Linked DNA regions of Mus musculus: region 1 is linked to region 2. The links are chromatin contacts, called in public promoter capture Hi-C maps. All regions are on one chromosome and are shown on one strand. The core of a region is the stretch at or near the end of the contact, and the rest is flanking DNA. Distances in the headings are between cores, read along the strand shown. Region 1 holds the start of Cdc26 (cell division cycle 26). Region 2 holds the start of Ecpas (Ecm29 proteasome adaptor and scaffold).

The links. Promoter capture Hi-C pulls out the DNA fragments that hold promoters and counts their contacts.
Region 1: a contact with region 2 is called in a promoter capture Hi-C map of liver, with 2.9 times the contacts expected there. The contact joins the promoter of Cdc26 here to the promoter of Ecpas in region 2. A contact is called at or near these places in 2 of 39 promoter capture datasets (cranial neural crest and liver).

Annotation. Positions count from the first base shown.
Region 1 is chr4:62,407,080-62,410,759 of GRCm38.p6, reverse strand. It overlaps Cdc26 (cell division cycle 26), which reads left to right and starts at 2,135. Exons shown (of 4, transcript NM_139291.4): 1 at 2,135-2,208. Prpf4 (pre-mRNA processing factor 4) reads right to left here and starts at 1,977. Exons shown (of 14, transcript NM_027297.3): 1 at 1,859-1,977; 2 at 1,008-1,185. The coding sequence starts at 1,885.
Region 2 is chr4:58,910,772-58,914,511 of GRCm38.p6, reverse strand. It overlaps Ecpas (Ecm29 proteasome adaptor and scaffold), which reads left to right and starts at 1,763. Exons shown (of 49, transcript NM_172381.3): 1 at 1,763-2,036. The coding sequence starts at 2,015.

The sequences.
Region 1 (3,680 bases), core at 886-3,385, 3.5 Mb before region 2:
GTAAGTCTTTTTGGATACTATGGCGATTAGTTTTAAAACCCACAACCCCTCGCCCCTCCTAACCCCCAGTGAGACAGGCTTGAAGACATTTAAGAATAGTATATGTGTACAGGGAAAAAGTGTGCACATTTAAATACTTATAATAACTAAGTTAAACTAGGCAGGTAGTGGTTTTTATTCTTTTTTATGCTTTTATTCTCAGCACTCTGGAGACAGGGGCAGGAGAACCTCTGAGTTGGAGGCCAGCCAGCTTGGCCCATGGCTACACTGAGAAACCCTGTCTTGAAAAACAGAAACAAAAAGGAAAACACAAAGAAAAACCCTAGAAAAGTAAAGGAAAGAATTCTATAAACAGTTATAAACCAATGCCAGAACTAGGTTACATCTCCCAAAGACAAATCCACTCAAGAAGTCTACAGAGACCACGAGTCATTCCTGCAAGGAACTGTAGAGAATACAAGAAATCCACTCACTGGATGATGTCAAGCAGGTAAAGTCACAGGCTCAAAGGTGAAAACAGAAGGGTAAGGTTGCACGCGTTTGCAAGTATGTCTTCCCAACATTTCATTCTAAGTAGGTACCACCACATTGACTTTTTTTTTTTTTTTTTTTAGAAAAAGGAAAAACAAGCCAGTAAAAAAACATGGGTTCTGGGGCTCAGTCTCAGGTCCTAATGGTCACAGAGAAAAGCTTTTGGCACCTGAACTAGCTCCCCAGACCAATAGAAGGTTTTGGCCTATAAACCTAATACTATGTGGTTTGGGAAGGTGTTCATCAGAATATTGAATCATCAAAAGTACATGGTGGCGACCAGGAAGGAGGCAGGAGGAGTTTGAGGTCAAAGGTAAGAGACTGTGGGGGGTGGGGGGAGATGGAAATGTATGGCTCAGTGGCAGAACAGTTGCCTAGCATGCAAAAAAAAAAAAAAAAAAACCCGGGTTGGATTCCCAGCACTGTTTAAAAAAGGGTGTGTGTGTGGGGGTAATGACCTGCAATTTGCATCTTACCGGATGTTATATTAATATTTCCTGCTTCAATGCCGGCTTTGAGTCCTTCTTTTCCCAAAATCCCAGACTCTCCTTTGGCCAGGCGTTCCCGCTCTTTCTCTTCCAAGCTTCCATAGTAGATGTGTGGTTTCTTCACAACGGGAGCAACTAAATCGTCAGGCGCTTTGGTTTTGGTTGTCTGTTAAATCAAAGACCCGGACTAAGGTTTAGTTCCAGCAAACCATGCTTCCCAAAAGAATGAAGCTAACGCTGCACTTTCATCTTCTTTCCTCTCAAAACTAGAGGAGAAAGTCGAAACTGACTTTGTGCGAGTTAAGGCTCTTGTTAAGTTTGGCACACAAATACGACCAATCAATTTCTGCCTGAAGTGTCTTGGTTGTTTTGGGGCCCGTTACTTTAATCGACTGGAAAAGCAATCTCCGGTTTTACGAAAATAACTTCTCACTGCTGGGCAGACACTAAAAACAACCTAAACAATCAGGGTGGCTCTAGGTGCACCAAGTCACGATGTGACTGGAATACACATTTCAAATACTTTCAGAGCCGATTACAAGTTGGGAAGCCTCATCATAGTAAGTACGAGTCGGACAGCTTAAGTCAGGACACAACCCGATTCCAAAGCACCGTGTTTTGGAGCAGCCAGAAAGAGTGGTCTCTGCTCAGGACTTAAGTAAGAGCAGTGCAAAGAGAGCTGCAGCACACGAAGACATCAGGAAAAGGCTACTAAGGTCCACACTAGGGTCCCTCAGCTTTCCTCCTCCTCGGCCCAGACCCGTAAGGTAACGGCCCTTTCCCACGGGAACCCCCGGCCTCTCTAGGGCAGGCCTGAGCTTAGATCCAGAGCTCCGTACCGTGGAGGAGGCTCGTGAGGAGGCCATGCCGGGCGGCGGAGACGCGAGGCCCTAGCCAAATCCGCGTTCTACTTTTCAGACCGGGAACCGCGCGCCTAGCAAAGTGGAAGTGCGTCACTGGCCGGAAACGTATCAGAAACGTACTACGTGCGAAGTATCTTGGGAATGGTAGTTGCCAAAGGTCGGCTGGAGTCGAGGGGCGTGGCCTTACAGAGCTACACAACCTCGCGGGAGAAGAGGAGCATGGGAAGAGAGGCGCAGAGCAGCCTGGGAGGTGTAGTTTGGGCTGCGCAGCAATGGAGTCATGGTGGGAGTTGAGGTTCTGGGGAACTGCAGAGGCCTGAAAAGAGGTAGGTTTGCGGATCGCAACCATAATCTGGAACAAAACGAGGGTCTCTGTTATCCTTCGGGAGGCCTTCCGCCATTTCGAAGCTGAGGCCTGTGTTGCCATGGAAATCTCTCCCTAGACTTCTGCAGCCTTGGAGCTGGGAAAGAGGACTGTTGTCCACGACGGAAGTCCTTCGGGGGCCCCTCGTAACTCGGTGGCTACGTAATCAGTTTGGGCTTCAAGAAGATATTAAACTCTAAGACCTTCTAAGGCTAAAATAGAGATGTGGTGGAGGAGCTGCGGCCTAGTTTGTTGTGGGTTTACTTGTCTACAGCCTATTCTTTGTCTGTGTTCTTTGAAATAAAGGGTCCATGAAGGCTCCAGATAAAGAGCATATCAGCAGTAGTAGCTCCAATGAATGTTAGGCCATCAGAGATAAGGTTTTTTTTAAAAAAAAAATCCTTACATGAAAGTTGTGGGGGTTACAAAAATATGCGCGTTTGCCGAGCTGAACAGACTCACTTCCACACTCAAGGCCCTGCCCCGAACAACTCCAATTAGAAGAGCACTTCCTTTTCGAGGACTTACTAATGCCGAGTTACGCGCAACGAGCTTATTCTGTTTTAGTCATCTCAGTCACGGACAAGAGTACAAGCCCGAAAAAAACCAAAAAACATTCTGGTGAGAAAAGGTCGTTCTGGAGCCGTAGTAGTAGAATTAGTAACGTGGCAGGTCGCGAGCCGCCGAGCCGCGCTTTTAACTCGTACTCATTATTGCTCTCTAGTGGTGAGGCTTTCAGAAAGTTCCCTCGCAAGTAGGGAATTATTGTTGTTGTTGTTGTTTTTCTAAGTGTTTCTTCCTTTCCCCCTTGGAGCTGACTTCCATTTCTCTACGTAAGGATCTGGTAGAAAGTAGTATCTGATAGAATAAAGCAGTTTTGAAATGTCACGGGCCAGTGTTTTGATTAGATCACCCCTTGCTGTGCTAAGCCTCCTGAGAGAAGTGTAAATGTTTCCTATACATTGTAGTGTTTTGTTTCGTTCTGGATGCACGCAATAATAATTTCTATGAATGCACACTATAGCAAAACTTTCATGTAGATCACTATCATTTAGCTTTTTATTTTAGTGGTCTAAGTGTAACTTTGTTTTTTTTTTTTTTTTTAAATTATTTATTATATGTAAGTACACTAGCTGTCTTCAGACACTCCAGAAGAGGGCGCCAGATCTTGTTACGGATGGTTGTGAGCCACCATGTGGTTGCTGGGAATTGAACTCAGGACCTCTGGAAGAGCAGTCAATGCTCTTAACCACTGAGCCATCTCTCCAGCCCCTATGTGTAACTTTTATAGAATGCTGATTTAGCTTTTTTTTTGTTTTGTTTTGTTTTTTGTTTTTCTTTTTTTTGCTCAGGCCCCGCTCTCCCTGCTTGCTCCAGCCCAAAGATTTATTTATTTATTATATGTAAGTACACTGTAGCTGTCTTCAGACACAC
Region 2 (3,740 bases), core at 514-3,013:
AAAAGACCCTTAGCCAGCCTTTCATGACATTTAGAGTGTTTTACTATAGAGTACAGAACTAGGAGAGTTCGTATGCATCAAACGGCTGACAAGTTTTGAATCCTTTCTGAGGAGTAGTGGACAATGGTACTGGGAGGGGTGGAGAGACATTTCTGTACTTTAGTATTGTTTATAAATGGTCATTGCATTTATTTTGGAAGAAATGCCAAACCAAAGAGCAAGAATGTCCACTAAAAAAGCACTGAGGCTCAGAGCACTATACAAATCTAGTCAGTTTCAAGTCCCCAGGAGGGAGAGGGTGGAGTTAGTCTGGAGTTAGTCAATCTGGAGAGTAGGGTGAGATTGGGGATATGGGAATGGGGCTGGGGAGAAGGTACATATACTATTAAGTCATTAACAAATGGTAATGTAGTTCTTCCAATTAATAGTGAAAGTGTTTGTGGGGGTTGAAAACATTTACCCAGAACCTGGACTCCACCTGTGTTTGCTTTTCTGTCACTGTGACAAGTTTATGACCATTTAAAATGAGTAAAAAAACAAAACTGTATTTGGCTCACAGTTTCAGAGGTGTGGTACATGGTCACTTGGTTCCATTGCTGTGGACTTGAGGTGGGGCTGGACACGTGGCAGGGTGTGTGTGATGAAATAAAGCAGCCCCTCTCACGGCAAACACGAAGCAGACAGCAATGACAGGAAGAGGCCATTGCAACACAGTCCCTAAGAACACACCTCCAGTGATATACTTCCTTCAGTTAGCCCCACCTCCTGCTTTTCCATGGGCAATGGAGCTGTGCAATCAGTATTAACCTCTGATTAGGCCAGACTCTCAGGATCTAATTATTGTCCCAAAGTCCAGCATTAGGCAAAACAAGCAGCAGGGAAGGAGTGTGTGTGTGTGTGTGTGTGTGTGTGTGTGAGAGAGAGAGAGAGAGAGAGAGAGAGAAAGAGAGAAAGAGAGAGAGAGACCATATCCAAGTTTTATCACTATGAACCAAACTGAACCTGGGGCTATACATGTGTGCAGAACTAGGTCTTGAAGCATCAACAAATTCTACATTTAATAATTTTTCTCTTGGGTGTGAGATGGGTGAGGTAGCTGAACTAGGAGGAAGGACTCTTATTTTTATGATAATGACAAAGATAATGTAACTTTCTTTGTAAATGTAAAATTAATACAGGAAGTAACATGGTCAGTGTTTGTTGCTATCTCGTACTTGCCTAAGTTACATTGGGAGCCGCATGTATTCAAATTTCAAGGCATTATCTAGGGCCCTAGGGATTCCATTTTGCGGGAATATATGCAACTTCAGTTCATTTAGGGTCTCGATTATTTTCTTTTCCTCTAAAAATGTCTTTGATCTGGCACCTAATTTCTTTCTTTTTTTTTTTTTTTTGGTTGTTCTTATAGTAACCATATAAGCCCTTGATTTGAATTCCATTTTGCAGCTGTACACGACCTCATGGACCAACGAGAGGCTTAAAGTTAAAAGTTGGGATTGCCACTAAACTCGGGTTAAGAAGAAGGACTCTAAAGCACGTCTTGGTAGCTCAAATATCGTGGTTTCCGGCCCTTCCCTGGCTCGCAGCTCGCTCGGGAGGCTAACGTTAGGGGAGCATCCCCCAGGGTGAGCCCTCGGTGCAGGTCCCTCTGGGCTTTAACTTCGGGGCTGCTCGGAGGCCCGGCCTGAGTCAGCGCGGCGGCCGAGAAGTTGGGCGCGAGGCGCAGGGCGGGGCTTCCTCCTCTTCCTCCTCCTCCTCCTCCGATTCGAGCCCCGCTCTACTTTTCCGAGTCCGCGTCTCTTCCTCCGTCCGGGCGCGTGTTCCTCCAGCTCCGACCAGGCGGACGTGACAGCCGCAGACCTTTAACGCCACAGCCCGGGGCGGGGAAGCTCTCCGCGGCAGCCAGGACAGCCCGGCTCCGCTCGGCCGCACGCAGGCTCCTCCGGAGCGGCCGCGCGTCTCCTCGGGCCCGGCCCGTCCTCCACCTCGCTGGGTCGCCGCAGCATCCCGGGCTATGGAGACCGGCTCCGACTCAGGTCAGAGGCCGCGTGCTTGCGTGCGGCTGAGGGAATGAGGCTCAGGTCCAGGGGTTGGCCCGCCGCGTCTGCGTCTCCCGCTCCGCGCCGGGGAAGCTTGGCGGCGGCAGGTGGGCAGGACGCGGCGCGAGCGAGGCAGCGAGGGCGGGCGAGCGGGCGCGCGAGGGGCCGGCGGAGGCGGAGGGGGAGGGGGGAGGATGGCTCAGCTCTTTCTAAATATAAGAGCCGGCGTGAGGCTAGCAAGCCGGGCGCCGAGCCGAAGAGCCGCCGCGCGGTCACTCGGCCGCACGGGCGGCAGCGGCTCCTCCGAGGCGCGAGGCTGAGAGGGAGCTCCCGAGTCGCGAGCTCGCGAGGCGCGGCGAGAGCGACGCTCGCAGCGCAGAGGACGCAGGCAGCGGGCGGGCCTCGAGGGCGCAGCGCGGCCCGCGTGAGAGACCCGAGGCGGCTCCGGGCCCCTGCGGCACGGCGCGGCGCGGCGCGGCACCGCACGGCACGGCACGGCGACGGCCGCGAGCCCCCCTCGCCGGCCGCCCGCCCGCCCCTCCCTCGCTCGCTCCCGGGCGCAACATGGCTGCGGCCGCCGCCTCCGCCTCCCAGGACGAGCTGAGTAAGTGCGGCGCGGAGCCTGCAGCTGGGAGCGGGATTTAACTCCACGCAGGACCGGGGCTGGGCCCGGCCAGACACGGGAGGCTGGGGGGGCGCGGGGCCGGGCAAGTGGGTGTGCGGTGGTCTCGGCACGGGGCTCCGGGGCTCAGGCCTGGCGGGAGGGCGGGCGAACAGGCGCGGGCCGCCGCCGCGGGCGCTCGTAGGCCGCAGGTTTGCAATGTCACGTCGTGAAATTGAAACCAGAGCCCCGGGCTTAGCTACCCCTGCTCGAAATCTGCTTCGGCCCGGGCTTTGGGGGGATCCCGGGCCCCTGGCTTGCTACCGGAGCTGGCGCGCGGCCTGTCGCCCCCAGGTCGGACTGTGTCCACCCGTCCGTTCCGTCAGACCCCCCGCATGTCCCTTGATTCTGACTGACGGGCGAATTCTGGACGTGGAGCTTTGGGGAAGGGGAGAGGGTTGCCTTTCCCGCACCTCCAAGGAATCGGCAGAAAGGTCACAGATGGGAGATGACTTTCAGGTTGAAGCTGTAAAGGCCAATAGGGCCGCTGTTAATGGCAGAAAAACAAAACAAAACAAAAAACAAAACGAGGGTGACGGAGCTGTCAGAAAGGAGAGAGTCCCACTCCATGCCAAGCGTTGCGATTTTCCAGGGGATGACGATCCAAGCTCGCTGGGAGCAGTGGTCGCCCTTAATGCCAGGCCGCCCAGCCTGCTGCCCGTGTTCCACTCTATGCTTTGTGGGAAGTGTAGTTCTAGGATGTTGTCAGCCTATTCTGGGGTCATAAATATTCAGTTTTCGTGAGATATGTAGGATAATCGATTGCGTTTTGGGTGGTTGGTTCAAATGCTTTAGGGTATTTACGAGAAACCTACTCCCCTATGTTGCCCTTCAGTAAAGACTAACAAAGAAAGGTGTTATTTGAGGATGATGTGTATTTTAAATGCCAGCATGGGTGAGGTGTTGTAAGCGTATGTTTGTGAAGCTTATGTTATTAAAGCGTCTCAATCGCCATGTGAAAGTAGTTAAACTTAATTTATGTTTCTTTGGTGCTTGGCATTTGAAAGCTACTTTTATGAACGTGATCTCACTTTTGCCCT